Regions from separate parts of the Siniperca chuatsi genome. Here region 2 is linked to region 1. The links are chromatin contacts, called in public Hi-C maps. All regions are on one chromosome and are shown on one strand. Each heading gives the region's core, a stretch centred on a gene start, on an enhancer-like site or on the middle of the called end of the contact. The rest is flanking DNA. Distances are from core to core; before and after follow the strand shown.

What was found. Hi-C and Micro-C count contacts between places; a contact is called where the count stands out from the background.
Region 2: a contact with region 1 is called in a Hi-C map of liver, with 6 times the contacts expected there. The contact joins two enhancer-like sites. A contact is called at or near these places in 3 of 3 Hi-C or Micro-C datasets (liver, skeletal muscle and an unstated tissue).

What each region holds. Positions count from the first base shown.
Region 1 is chrLG23:9,571,214-9,576,210 of ASM2008510v1, reverse strand. No RefSeq gene overlaps it. Among protein-coding and RNA genes, the nearest start is that of LOC122871509, 4.9 kb to the left of the region's middle. Within about 2 kb of position 1,385, the one cell type or tissue checked has an H3K27ac peak away from gene starts, as active enhancers do. A contact at or near this core is called in liver, where this site is marked.
Region 2 is chrLG23:9,707,502-9,712,054 of ASM2008510v1, reverse strand. It overlaps atp2b1a (plasma membrane calcium-transporting ATPase 1a), which reads right to left. Exons shown (of 21, transcript XM_044185799.1): 20 at 3,759-3,947; 21 at 1-479. The coding sequence ends at 96. Among protein-coding and RNA genes, the nearest start is that of mest, 6.6 kb to the left of the region's middle. Within about 2 kb of position 1,609, the one cell type or tissue checked has an H3K27ac peak away from gene starts, as active enhancers do. A contact at or near this core is called in liver, where this site is marked.

The sequences.
Region 1 (4,997 bases), core at 136-2,635:
TCCCAGTGGGGGACAGTCATTGACATGATGCTTTCCCTAGCCCCTTACCCTAACCTTGTCCATCACAACTAAGTGCCTAACCTTAACCCTTACCCTAACCCTAACCTTAACCTAATTGTAACCTAGTGTGCATTCAGGCTAAAGTCCCCACCGGGATATAAGAACATGAAATACACACACACACACACACACACGCACACACATCCAACTCACATACACAAACAGAACCAAACACATTTGAATACCCTTATTAAAATCCCCCCGCCCCCTGACACAGGAATGTGAGTGCTGATCAAACTGACTTTCCTTTGGTTGCTGCCCATGCATCTCCTCCACAGGGCATTTCACTGCGCTCTCTGGAACTGGAAGAGACAAGCCCCCATGTTCTGACTAGGGGCTGAGGCATCCAGCTCAGACAGAATTAACCAACTCTCGCTCTCGTTTCTCGTTTTCTCTCTCCACCCCCGTCCACTTCCCTCCATCAGTTTGGCTAAACCGAAATGTAATTCATTCCGCTCAGAGTTCAAATTAGAAAATTCACCTTGTATCAACTCATATGCTCATGCAATTTTTTACATGTGTGTGCACCTGCTGAGGGCCAGTGCAGCCAAGCCAGGCCAGGCCACGATGTATGCCAAGAGCAGCGCTAATAAAACATTCCCCCTCAGCAACATGCCATGGCAGATGGTGTGACATTCAGCCTCTGTCAACAGAAGAGAGAAAACAGAGAGAAGCACAAGAGGACATAAGAGATAGTGACGGAGGAGAGAGAAGTAGAAGAGAGGAGGGAATCAGGTGAGAACGGGAGCAAGTGTCAGGGACAATAAAGAGAGATTTGATGTTGAGTCAGAGCGCCACCATGTGGACCACGTGGACCGCCTCTGGGCTCTGCAGAGCCAGGCAGAGAAAGAGACATGTCATTGATTTTCCACACAGTCAACAAAATGATTTTGCCATGCAGGGTAAATACCCAGCCTCCCATAGTAATTTCTTCAAAATACACACATACATGCACAGTCATACACTCATAACTAAATCCCTACAGAGCTCTACCTGGCAACGGCATACAAACAAGATTTTTTTCCCCCCTCTGTCTCACACAAAACAACATGCATGCCTACCTCAAAACCATTGAATGACTGTGTGTCTATTTATGCCTGCATGAAAAATTAAGAAACAAATACCTAAAAATGTAACATGATATGTGCTGTTAACAAGAATCATTCTGCTGTTTAGCAAAGCCCAACTCAGTGAGCACTAGGAGGAATGTGTTTATGAGCTGTAGAGATTAATCAGCATAAATTAAGTCAGCCACCAACCCCAGCCATGTTGAACTACATTTTTTAGTGTCTCCACATCTAAAAAAATTTTTCAACAATAATCCGTGTGTGGGTGGCTGGGCTGGCTAAAGGCGCCTATCATGTGGCTGTGACGTCCTTGGTTTGATTCCAGACTAGGACCTTTGTCACATGTAATTTGCCTCTCTCTCTCTGTGTCTCTATGTTACCAAAAATGCAGGAATTTCAAAAAATTAAACGCTCAGAGGTATGAGTGTTATACCTTATAACTCACCTATGATCACAAGCTTTAGATAGTGTCTGAAGGAATCAGAACTGTATATACAAGCTGCAAAAATGAGCTTTTTCCACAGGGCGATGGTGCCCACCCTCCCATAATAAAGTGAAGACTTTTGCAATCCAGGATCAATTCGTCTGTGTATTTGTGTGTTTGTTTAAGATGAAGAGGCAGAAAGAGAAAAAAGCCAGACAGAGAAAGAGAGCATTATGTTTGCATGGAGAGAGTTGGATCACGTTCAAGTCTCAACAATACAAGGGATAAACCAGCTGCCTCAGTTCATCCCATAATGTACTATAAATAAGAAATGCCACTATATTAATTGGCATTATTTAATTTGACCCAAAGGAGATACTATATTTTTGCAGCTTTTCTCTTCTTTGTTATAAAACAAGACTAAGACTAAGTTTAGCGTGTTAGCATGCTAACATTTGCTAATTAGCACTAAACACAAAGTAGCAACAGCTGAGGCTGATGGGAATGTTATTAGTTTTGCACGTATTTAATCATAAACCAAAGTACGGAGCAAATTCAAATTTTGATGTGATGATGGTGCTAGATGAAAAGTTAAGGGATCACCAAAGCTATTACAATTCATCCTGAAGGGGACACGACTGTGTATGAAATTTCATTACAATCCATCCAGTAGCTGAAACATTTCACACAAAACCACAAATGAACTCTTTAGTAGACATCGTCTGCCAATCCATCTAGTTGTTGAGATATCTCAGTCTGGACCAAAGTGGTGGACCGACCAACCGACACAGCTAAAAACCAGATATTGCTTTCATCTCTCAGTCCTTCCCCCTCTTTTCCTTCATCTGCTTCCCTCACCCCTCTTGGACAGCCAAAGCAAATGCTTTTAATTTGATTTTAATTTGACTAATATAATGTCTCAGACATACCCCAAAGTGAAGTCTGTTCATTGATTTAAGCGAGGCGCAGCACAGGGGTTGTTATGCCCCCCTAATGGGTGACAGGGGGAGAGGTGTGTGTTTCTGCGTTTGTGTGTGTTTAGTAATTGCAGTGCACGGACCACATTAGCATTTTAGCAGCAAGCCTGGTGGGGAGACAGACTCACAAGATTGGGTAATGACAGAGATGAGATAATTTACAGAGAGGGTGAGGGGGAAGGCTTATGCAATGTGTGTGATCTCCATGTTACTACCCCCTGCCCTCCAAACACACATACTGTACACTGAAATTTAAAAGGGACATTGCAGGTAAATGCCAACCAAAAGCAATTAGTTCAAACAGTACAGATTGACTCTGACTAAAGCCACATCAGACCACATCATCCATCCAATATTTTTACATCACTTAGTATTAAACAGGTTTTGCACTGTGACAAATGCCTCCAGTGCCGTAGGTTGGCATTAAAGCTTAGTGACAGACTGGGGAAAAAACTGAAAAAAAGAACAGAAAAACCCAGCACGAGTGTGTTTTCCAGCACTGTATTTTACACAGATTAAACAAATGAGACAAAATGTGTTACAAGAATATTTCAACATTTTGGGAAATACACTAATTTGTTCTCTGACAGAGAGATCTGTCTGTTACTGTAAATATGAGGCTACAGTATCCAGCGTATTAACTTAGCTTAGCACAAGCGGAAGCCAAGAGGAAACTCCAGGAAATTACAGCTTCCAGCCAAGAAATAGTAGTAAAACAGCAAATTGACATTTTTACACTTTGGTTTTTGTACGAATTAAACAAAAAACGTGTTAATTAGTGAGTTTTAGAGGTGACGGTGGGCGGACTTTGTTATCCTAGGACAGAGCAAGGCTAGTTGTTTCCCCCTGTTTACAGTCTTTGTGTTAACCTAAGTTAACTGTTTCCTGGCTGTAACTTCATATTAGATGGACAGATAAACCAACCGGCTGCTGGCGGTAGCCTCATATTTAGCGTGCGTATGACATGAGAGAGTTATCGGTTATCGGTTTATATTTATTTAAATTTCTAGTTCCCGTCCCACTTTTTTACAATTGAGAATGACTTCCGGATGGGAGCCGAAACGTCTTGATTCTGAAAACAGTGTCCAGATGACTACGACTGAAACCTTTTCTATGATAGACGCTCCTGGACGAATGAGGGACAACACCGTCATATTCCCAAAATGTTGAACTATTCCTTTAACTTATCTAGATATTAAGTGAGCAGGTAAGTCTCTTCGACAAGACACACATTTCTCACTCTTTCTCTCCATCTTTTGAAAAACATGGGATGGATGACATACAAGACAGACAACAGAAAGGGAAAATATAGCTCATGAAGAAGGATACAGAAGAAGAGGGTACAGGCGATGAACGAGGACAAAGAAAAGCAGAGAGCAGCAGAGAGAGCAGCAGAGAGAGCGCTGAAACACTTCCAAGGCTGCTTCTACTGGCATTGAGTGAGGTGTCCTTGCTGCAGCTTAAAAATGCTTTTAGATGGTAAACTAAATTGACAGAATTTCAGAAGCAAAGCTGGAAGAGATGAAAGAAGCAACTGCTGGACGTAATTAAAGTGAGTCAGAGCTGTCTGCACGACAGAGGACGAAACAACCACTTATTCTCCCACCTTAACAAGCTGTTTAAGTTAACAGCACTGTATACCACACAGGGATAGAGCGGTATTTGCACAGTTCTTAGTGGTTGTTTTAACCTACTTGCACTGCCAGAAAGGTGGGGCCGGACAACATAGTGAGTGCTAAAATGTTTGGAGGTATAATATTGTACGGGGCACTGTTATTGTATATACTTTGGATCACTCATTTCAAGCTACAGACTAATTCAAGGACAACCCACTGTATTACAATGAACTTTGATGTGGTTTTCATTAGGTGCACCAGTTCACCAGTTCTGCAAGCATGTGGACCCCTTAGTCAGTTTAAGCTACGCATTTGTGGGTTTTTTTACAAGCACAGCCAACAGATCCCATAATCACATCTAATTATCTCTCTCTTCTGTTACTAATTCTAAACATATCTCACACAGGTACATAAAATTGGTAATATTAAAATTTAACATCTTCATTTTTAACCTGAAAGCAATTGTAAATGACTGATGTTTATTATTAACAGCAAAATTATTCTGTTGTATTAACTATGTATTTAACTCTAAACTAAAAGAAAAAAGAATGCCTATTTAATACAGTAAATTTAATACATGTCATTATATTAAATAACATTTATAACTATAAAACCTAAACCTTTTAAACCAAACTAACTGTCTTGGAAAAATTATTTATGCAGGAAAATATCTTGTGTACATTGACATGAATGATTCAGCTGCTGAGTCAGAAAACTAAAAACAGCTACTTGTGGCGAGTTCAAGGCTAGAAAAAGTAACTGAGGTGACACAACCGAGGTGTGAACAACTTCACATACTGTTCAGAAACAACCCAAAACTCCAGAGGGTTTGAAGGGTCTCCTGAAGGACACT
Region 2 (4,553 bases), core at 360-2,859, 140 kb before region 1:
CCGTCTCTCCTCTCCAAGTGTTCGTTCGTTTTGTCTGAGTTGAGCTCCTTGGTGGTGGGCAGAAAAGTGGTGGTGACGTGTGGAGCGGGGTCAGATCAAAGGGAGGTCTCCAGGCTGTGTAGGGGGCTCCCTGGGGCCGAGGGGGTTCCTGATTTGGGGCCCTCTGGGAGGAGATGGTTACTGCTCTCCACAGCGTTATTGTTCTGGTTTGGGGAGGGAGAGACCGGCGTGGTGGGGGCGACAGTGGCAAGCGTGGGTGAGGGCGGCGTGGGCGTGGCGTTGCGGGGACTGGCTGAGTTGCGCTTGGTGGGAGCGTCGTCTTCTGCGTCGGTGTCGTCTATGAGGGGAATATGGGGCTCAGAGTCCTCTATCCGAAATTCGGGGTGGGTCATGAAGTTGTGGATTGATGTTCGCGACTCGGGCTTCTCCAGCCCCTCATAGAGGGAGATGGAGCTGCGGAATGCATTCACCACCCGGATCTGGAGGGACGGAGAAGGGACAGGGAGCGGGAAAGGCAGACATTTAGTCACATTCAGTAATGATACATGTGTGTTTTGTATTTTAACACCTGAATAACACCACAGATAAAAACCGAGGGCGCAGGTTTTATTGGGTCAATAATAGGTGAGTTTCAGGGACAAAAACTGAGTGTGAGGGGGGAAACTCTCAGAGACACGTGCAGGTGTGCAGTTATGCTGAGTTGTAAAAGTTCACACTAGCTTCAAAGTGTCAACAGGAACAGCCAATATTCTTCAGTTAAATTCACATTTCACTTCTGTCTCTGTGTGTCACTTCTGTTTCTCTAAGTGAACCTCTGTCCTGTCCTGAAATGTAGACATGTCACTGAATTAAAAGCCTATTTGATGGGGGGGCATAAAAGACTTCAGGTTGCAGTAGTGTGTGACAGACTGGACTGCAAGCCTGCAAAGAACCAGTTCAGATCGCAGTGTTGTTTAAAATAAAAGTGTTTGAGAGATCGAAAGCCTTAGTTGCATTCGGTGGAGACAAACCTGACACTTCACTCTGTGCTTGTAGAAAAACTATTCTTAAAACTCATGTAGTAAATTCAAGAATCAGCCTCAGGAAGGGTACAAACCAGTGTCAAACCCAATGCAGTGTATATTTTTTTTGTGAGTACAGTAGTAGTATTTCACAAAACACTTGGTAGAGGCCTGTGTCTGATTAATCAAAATGCAAAAAAGGAAACCAAGATATAAGAGGAATGCTGTTCTTTAGACAAGAACACATCCAAAGAGAAAAAAAGGAGTGTACTGTTGTTGGACATGCTTTGGAAAGAGTGAGGAGAGAGAAGGGCAAGACAGAAAGAGACAGGAGAAGAAAGAGAAAGAGACAGAGAAAGAAAGAGAAAGGAGAGAAACAGGCAGAGAGAGAGAAGACAATCAGAAAGAAAAAGAGAAAGAAAGACAGAAAGGGGTGGTCAGTTATAGCTTATGTTTGTGGAGGAAAAACAAAAAAGCTGCGGCAGCCAAGCATATCTACAAGCTGGTATACATGTCAAAAACAGCACAAAGAGAAAAAACTCACAAACGAGACCAGAGACTTTGAACCCATGCAGAGCGCGGCGCTACCTTGTGTTCAATGGTAGTAAACCTTTGAGTATAGCCCATGACACATTTCACAGAATCTAAAGAAGAATATGTGGGGGGTCAGTGGTATTCATTCTTTTTTGGGTCATTTTGGCAACACATTGCCAGATGGACACATTCTGCCAACAAACAAATATACACATAAAAAAAAAAAAATTATTTTCCAGAGCACCTGAAAGGAAAAGTTCAGAGTTTAGAAGGGAAGCACCCGCTGGCATGTCCAAGAGATTTAAAGGAGTCCCACCTGAGACAGAGACCTAAACATTACTGCAGCATTGCATAATGTTTCAACGTGCCAGGGAAAAACATTGGATCTGCTGTTAATGTGTCTGGGGAAAGTCCCACATGTTTACATTCAAGAGCACAGTCATTTATTCCATTAAGCTTTTTTCGTGACATCTGTTAGACATTTCAAATCCACTGCCGGTCAGACGGTCTCTGCCTGGGAAGATCTGAAAGAGAAAAAGAGTCATCGTCAAGAGCCACACAGTTCTTTTAAGGGCACGGTCAAGAGGTAGGTCTTTGGAAATACCACCATCAAATGATCCGTATCCGCTCTCGACGTAGTGATCTTCCACGACTGGCATGATGTAAAAGGCTGCCAGACCTTTCAAAACTATGCACAGCCTTGCATGCAAACACACTAACAAACTGTGTCATTATCAACTGCAGCTGCTTATCCACTATAGGGTGCTCTCCCCCCTCTGCCACCCTCCACCCCCTTTTAACATACCCTCTTTTTCACAGCAAAGTCCCAGAAACAGCCACAGCTGGAGAAGAAAAGGTCATTATTTCACCACTGACTGACAAGACATCCACTGACACTCGGTAGATTTTCTCACAGGGGTCCATGTCATGGTTTGTCTCTATTGTTTTAGACCGTGATCATGGGCGTATACTCAAAACATTTACCCGACTAGGGACTAGTGCTGAGAGCTGCGACACAGACCCATGGGTGCTACAGGGGTACAGAGCAGCTGCAGACAAACCTGGTGACTGTCAATCCAGAATGTAATTTTTGTCAAATAGAAAATACCCCCCAAGATAACAGTAAAATCTTTCCATTTCTGAGACCAAAGCAGAAGCAGAACAGAAAACATGATGACACAGAGAAAACACCTTGACACTAGCAGCGACCTGCTTACAGGGTACACATATATACAGCAGTGTTATCAAAGCAATATGGAAGATGTGGTATTTTTGGTGTCTTTTTTTTTTTTGGAAGAAAACAGGGGGGCACATTAGGAGAAGCATGAGAGAGTAAAAGTGTCAACGTTAGGTGAGAAGAAGAGTGGAGGAGGAAGATGTTAGAAGAACAGAAGAAATAAAAGTCTCATGCACTAGAGGAGAACACGCACTCACACCCCACAGTGGCAGAAGCGGTGTTGGCGGCAGTGGCAGCAGTGGTAGTAGTAGAAAAGGCTACATGTGTAGGGCTAGAAACATTGGTTACATCGTGCTGTTGTTGGCTGGAGTTGGAGGCCTGCCGCCTTAGAGCCCCCTGAAAGGAAGTTCCACTCTGGAACGCACTCACTACATCCATCTGCAAAGAATCAGACAGCGTGACAGGAGAAAGCCCAGAGGAAATAAAACACAACACAGCCAGAGGAGAGAGAAAAGAGAAAAAATAAAGAAAAGGCACCAGTAACCATAGAAAAAATGTCACTTGGAAATTTGATTCAGGCATTATAGTTAAGAGAGAGAGAGGACGGTTGGGTTTAAAGGCACTGATCGGAGGGAGCTCTCACAATCTGATCTCACTTTCACTCTTTTCTATGCAGAATCCTTCCATACTTCCAGCTATAGCCATGCCAATACTCTTTGAACATTCAGCTGTTCTAGTGTGCTTTCCATCCAATCCAATTGCTTCTCATCAGTACCTTCAAACTAGTCGTGTTTTAGCAGATAAGATTCAGGCCGAGTCAGAAATAGGCATAGGAACCCGCTTTAGCTCACAAGCAGAGCAGAAAAATTAGAGGGAAGGCTTTTGTTTTTAGGGCATAAGCCATTCTTTAAGAATGCCGAGAGAAAGAACAAAACATAGATTTTAAGCTGGAAGAGCAATAGAGAGTTAAAGGGTTTATGGCTTTTGATTCCCTTGGTGGTGGGTGCGGTGTTCGGTGGTACAGGGGACGGTCTGTAGATTATTACCTGAGTCTGGATGCGATTGAGGCCTCTGAACCAGAGGATCTGGCCTCGGCGAAGCTCCCGTTCAGCATGATCTATCTCTTCCATCTCGTCCAGCTCGTCCAGCTCCTCGTCTGGGATCTCCTCTTTCTGGGTGCCGTGGCCGGCTGTTTTCAAGAATTTTAAGCGGCTGGTGGGTATCGAGGAGATCACCTGGAAGAGATCAGGATTTACATGAGCAGCACTGACTTATGATAATGGTCATAAGTCAGTGCTGTTATAATCTTTTGCTCTTTCAAGCAAAAATGCCAAACATTCTGATTTCAGCTTCTCAAATGTGAGGATCTGCTGCTTTTCTGTGTCACAAGTGATTGTAAACTGAATATATTTGGGTTTTGGAGAAATAGTCAGATACAACAAGCAATATGAAGCTGCCACCTTAGCCTCTGGGAAATTAGAATAGACTTTTTTTTGACATTTTATAGACAAAACGATGATTCTGTTAATTGAGAAAATGATCAGCACATTAATTGAACACAAAAATACATCATCATATTTAAAAATGACCCCAGCAACTGCTGCCGAGAAGTAGATTAAGTACATAACAATGCTAAATAAATAAATATTTAAATCACAATGGCTGACCTTAACTTGCTTATTGCACACAGTAAAGTTAAGTTACACTTTATTAATAACCTATGGAAAATAAATGTTCTGCATACACCCCATCCTATTTGAAAGCAGAGGGCAGCAACAACTCAGAGACCAGCTTAAGGCCAGCACCTTGTTTAATGGTGACCTTCCTTTGGAACCAATAAT